2 separate regions of the Columba livia genome follow, and region 1 is linked to region 2. Evidence: chromatin contacts called from public Hi-C data. All regions are on one chromosome and are shown on one strand. The core of a region is the stretch at or near the end of the contact, and the rest is flanking DNA. Distances in the headings are between cores, read along the strand shown.

What was found. Hi-C and Micro-C count contacts between places; a contact is called where the count stands out from the background.
Region 1: a Hi-C map of crop shows a contact between it and region 2, with 3 times the contacts expected there. The contact joins the promoter of SPRY1 here to the enhancer-like site in region 2. A contact is called at or near these places in 2 of 2 Hi-C or Micro-C datasets (crop and liver).

What each region holds. Positions count from the first base shown.
Region 1 is chr4:65,884,213-65,886,912 of bColLiv1.pat.W.v2, forward strand. SPRY1 (sprouty RTK signaling antagonist 1) reads right to left here and starts at 1,257. Exons shown (of 1, transcript XM_021298668.2): 1 at 1-1,257. The coding sequence starts at 1,257. The coding sequence ends at 295. It overlaps AFG2A (AFG2 AAA ATPase homolog A), which reads right to left. Exons shown (of 16, transcript XM_065062123.1): 16 at 1,175-1,312. The coding sequence ends at 1,283.
Region 2 is chr4:65,551,849-65,554,548 of bColLiv1.pat.W.v2, forward strand. All of the region lies in intron 1 of LOC135579479 (a long non-coding RNA gene), which reads left to right. Among named protein-coding and RNA genes, the nearest start is that of ANKRD50, 170 kb to the left of the region's middle. Within about 2 kb of position 1,388, at least 2 of the 3 cell types and tissues checked have an H3K27ac peak away from gene starts, as active enhancers do.

The sequences.
Region 1 (2,700 bases), core at 7-2,506, 330 kb after region 2:
ACTCAAAAGACCCTGCCAAAGTAAGCGGCAGATGCAGATACCAGGTCCACACTTACCAAAGAGCAGCAATGACTATGTAAAACGCTCCACACTCAGCCAAGTCAATAGGAAGAGGAGAACAAAGATGCAAAGAGAAGGATTTGTGTATTTGAAGTTGGGGAAACAGAAACGAAAGTGAAAGAACTGCTACCCCCCCACCCCAAAATGAGGTGGGGGGCGGGGAGAAGAAAAAAAAGAAAAACCAGCTACAACCTGAAAAACTGAAGTTGGAGGAAGCAAACCTCCCTCCAAAAATCATGAAGGCTTGCCCTGACCCTGGGAGGGGCAGCTCTCCAGTTTACAATAGACCGTGTTGGAGTTCTTGCATCGGCAACCTGGACGGTTGACGCGGTCGTAACACCCTCGACACAGTTTTAGGCATCCTTTTGCAGGAGGGTAGCAGAGCAAGCAAGGCAGAAACAAGGACATTGCTCCCATACACAGGTACCTAGAACAGCAGTGCGACTGGGAACAAGAGCAGGGATTATCCGCGTAAGAGTCCCCTTCATCGTCGTTAGAACAGTGGTAGAAGATCCCTTTGACCAAACACATGCAGGTGCTGTACTCCACCATGCTCTCTGCAGAGCACAAGCACTGCCGGTTGCAGGCCAGGCAAGAAGGGAGGGCCCTCGGGGCTGTGCACTCGCCGCACTTGCACTTCCCACACTGTTCGCAGATAAACTTGTGCTGCGCCAAGTCCTCTTTCAAAGGACCCTTCAGGTCATCCACAATCAGAGACGACTGCTTGGGCTGCGTCCGGATTGTCCGATCGGATCTGTGGCCCGAGCCTGGCCTGGATGGAGGTGACCGGCCCAGCAGCCCTTGCTCTGAGGAAGCACTGCTGTTGCTCCCAGAGCTCGCCGCGCTGCCCGTGCTAGTTGATCTGCTCAACACAGGAGCCCTTGCGTTATGCTGATGTGCCAAGTGCCCCACGTGGCTGGGTCTTTGTTCATAATTATTATTCACATTAATTGGTATAATTTCATGAGTCCTCTCATGCTTCTCTTGCCTCGGTGCTGTCCGTGGACCAGACTTTTTCACCACAGATGGACCTTCGGTGTATTCATTGCTGCCCCTGATCACCTTGATCTGGTCCAGTGACAGGATAGCTGTAGGCTGGCTCTCTCTTTCATAGTCCAGTCGCTGCCGGCTGTCCAAGGAGGGCTGCTGAATCACCACTAGTGAACCACCACTGCCATGCTGACTTTGGGGCTCCATCTGTAGTGATCTCTACTTCTGGCATTCAGTGGGAACCTGGCATGCATCTGAAATCCTAAAATAAGAAGACAGAACGCATAAATAAACATTGCATGTGTACATATATACACACATACACAAGATCAAGGGCAAAAGAGGAATAGAGAACAAGATAGTTTTCAAAAACCAAAATGATATGGCAAACCACAAGTCGTCCTAGCCACTTGGTACTGATCTTTCAGCAGGGGATTACAACAACGTTGAGGATCTGGCCAAAGTCCAGTAATGGGGAGAGTCTGGGTATGGCATCATAGACGAGGAATGCAAAGGAGACCCCAACTCATTAAAAATAAACGAATAAGAAAGTCCCATGTTAACTTGAATGCTTACTTGCTTCTCACCTGCTACTGAACTCAATGTCTAACTAGCAATAGCAATTCTGAATGCCCTAAAACTAGGTTGGAAACGTGCAGGAACACCATGAGGTTCGTGTATGGCAAAGTAAAGAACATGCACAATTCTCACTCATCTGTCTGAATATGCAGCATCAGAAAGCTCGACGGATTCTCTTGTTAGTACATTTGGAAAGTTTCCTTTGTGAAGTGACATGTGCATTACAGAGCCTCGAGCTAAGTACTGTCAAGTGGCCAAGACATTTTCTGTAAGAAAGCAACTCAGCATCCAAATCTAATATGTTCTTTATAAAACCAGAGCAAGGGTGCAAACAACCCATTTTTCTGATCACAGCCTGGGGTGTGAAAGAAAAACATGTTGAAAAGACTAAGATGAACTAGGTGTCAGATAACATTTTTATTAATCCTTAGGTACTTTTTAGATAACAAAAAGAAAACAACACACAAACCTAAAACACAACCACAGAACAAATCCATTTTCACAAGACAAACTTATTAGAAGCTTCTCACATAAATACATCCTCTACTCTTTTTATTTAAATGTTATGCATTTCCATCCTTTACGTTCTGCCTAGCTATCAACGTGAACATTGCAACATGGGTTCAGAAAGTTGCAGTGAAAGTCCTGTACCTCTATAAAGATTTAGAGGAATATTCAAATGCCATATATATATATGGAGAGTCATGAAAATAAACTGCTTTCCTTTACTAACAGCTGGGGGTGGAAGTCCTCCCTAAGATGTCATATACATTTACCTGAAAAAGGAGAAACAGCAGTGCTATGCAATCAAGCATTTCCAAATAACTCATCCAATAATCACGAGAAAGAACCTGTCTTGCCTACGCAGACCCCAGCCAGCATGAAGCTGTTCTCCACTCAAGAGAGAAAAAGGCACAGGGATTGGCAAGAGCAGGAAAGGTTTCTTCTAACAGGTAGTTATGCATTTTTTATCATTCTGTCCACTAATGAATGCTTAGTGCCAGCTTCCGCCAGGACACAAAGTCTTTCTGCTTATCTACCAATCAAAAATTTCATTTTACATATAACGTC
Region 2 (2,700 bases), core at 138-2,637:
GAGCTTTGGCATCACTGTGACTCTAAAGAGAACTTGCTGCCATGCACATGGGGATCCCAGTGTAGAGTGTAAAGCTTGATGAAGAAACCAAAGAGGATGCAGTTCACAGTGAATGATACCTTTCTCATCTTCTGCACGAATGCTGTGGATGTGAGGGCTGTGTAGTTTTACCATCCCTGTGTGAGTGTAGGTTTGTTTCTGCAAAACTCAGCAGGCTGTGTGGCAAATGATGGTGCAGCTTAAACAAGGTGTTAATTGTATATAGCCCAGGAATATTAATGGTAATAATATTCTGGTAAGCCTGCACTTGGGTATTGTTTGCTTTAAAAGACTTAGTGTTGAATAGAATCATAGAATGGTTTGGGTTGGAAGGCACCTTCAAAGGCCATCTAGTCCAACCCCTCTGCCATGAGCAGGGACATCTTCAGCTAGATCAGGTTGCTCAGAGCCCCGTCCAGCCTGGCCTTGAACGTCTCCAGGGATGGGGCATCCATCACCTCTCTGGGCAATTGGTTCCAGTGTTTCATTGCCCTCACTGTAAAAAAATTTCTTCCTCTTATCTAATCTGAATCTCCTGTCCTGTAGTTTAAAACCATTATCCCTTGTCTGTTCATAACATTCCCTTCCAAAAAGTCTGTCCCCACCCTTCTTATAGGCCCCTTTTAAGTACTAAAAGGCTGCAATGAGGTCTGCCCGGAGCCTTCTCTTCTTCAGGCTGAACCACTCCAGCTCTCTAAGACTTTTCTCAAAGGAGATGTGTTTCAGCCCTCTGTTCATTTCTGTGGCTGCTCTCCAACAGGTCTATGTGTTTCCTGTACTGAGGACTCCAGAGCTGGATGCAGAACTCCAGGTGACGTCTCCCTCTGGGTTTTCAAACCAGAAACGCAACAGAAGTAGTGTTTCTTCTCCCCGAGATTTTAAACACAAATTAAACTGGCGTTGGTCACAGCGCAGTGGAAGCTTCACTTACCGACGCCCCCCACCAAATCCGCCCTGGGAGGGAGGCGGCAGCGCCAGCACCGCAGGGCAGCGCTAGGCCAGCAGGGGGCGGCAGAGCTCCAGCCATGTGTCGCGCCTCCTGGCGGCCCCCGTGCCGCAGCGCGGCGCTCTCTCCCGGCTGGCCCGGGACAGGCGACATGGGCGTTCTCCGTGCGACCGGGCAGCGTCCTGCAGCTGCCGTGCGTGTCTTTTCTCAGCAACAGCGCTCAAGGGGCAGCTTCCAGTTTTGAGTGTGCTCACATACCCCAAGTAAGGGACACTAGGTCTCTCTGCTCACCTTGCAGCAGGAATGAAATATCTGACAGCCCACGGGCTCCTAGAAACCGTTTTGTATGGTTTTCCAAATTTTGTTTTTGTGCTATTCTGCATTTAGCCACACTTTTCTTAGCATCCCTGCAAGATCCCTCTAGAAAGGTAGTGAAGATGAAGGAAAAGCCAGACAGAAGTCTCTCAGACTGATGAGGCACACACAGGTTTCCCTATTCCTGTCTATCTCTGCAGCAGGTCTTGAAGTCTTACTGATTTCCCTATGAAATGGCTTGCTTGGTGCCTTGTTTGCTTCTTTGCCCTTTGGTTTGCAGCAGCATAGTAGAGGCTCACTGTTCTCTCTGCTCTCAGCAAGTACAAAGCAGCCCCTGTCTCTGTGGGTTCAGCACAGCATCTAAGCAGGCAAGTAATTTCATCGCTATTCAGCAAAACACTTAGCCACATGCTTACCTTTAATTATGTACTTAAACCAAAGACTTGTGAACTTGTGTAATGCTCTTATTCTGGTCTCATGCTGGACAGCACAGGACTTAGCAAGATGCTTGTTAATGCATCTTAATGTTAATGCAAGTTAAATAAGTACTCAATCATTTCCTGGATCAGGACCTAAATAGAAGATTGCTCTACCTTGTACTTAAAATTAGATCGTTTAGTTTCAAAGTCAGGGCACTTCCCTGAAGCCACATCAATTTGCCATAAATAGTTCTTGGAGGCAATGCCCTTGGGGTCTCATCCAGACCCCTTTGATCAGGCTCCTATTGACGTCAGTGGATTTACTTCAGGCCCAGTGTCCCTGCAGAGGAGCAGGAAGGAAGGAAGCAAGGAAGGAAGGAGGCAGCTGAGATCACACCCTGTTGCCTGACCCCCCAAGTGACACTGATGAGAGCCGGCAACAAAGGCTCATCGGCCTCCTCCTCTCCCATGGTTGGCAGCGGGTTGCAGGAGACCAGCAGGGTGGGAGGAGCAGCAGCATTGCACCCTGCAGGAGAGTGGGTGCCTGAAAATCACGCAGCCCACCCTTCTCCTCTCTTTTACTGACGTGCCTCAGAGTTATAGAACATAGAAGGTGAATTAAAATAGGTCAGTTTCGTAAAATGTGCTGGGCTGTATTTGACATTGTGGTTAGACAGGACTGACTTATTGTCCACAAGCTTTAAAACAAGGTGGTGACTCTCATGTCAGAAGTCCAGCAAACTGAGTGCTCCGTGTATAATGTGAGTCTGTAGCTGTGGTCCTCCAGCACAAATACAGGTTTTGAAGAGCTTTTAGCTCTATTTTCTTTGAAGAGGTGAAATGGATAAATCAACAACAACAACAACAAAAAAGAATTAGAACATAGTCATAAATTTACATGCCTCTAAATAGTAATATATCCACTACAGAAAAATAAAGGAAAATATTATGAGGATGTTTTGGTTTTAAGTGTCTGAATGA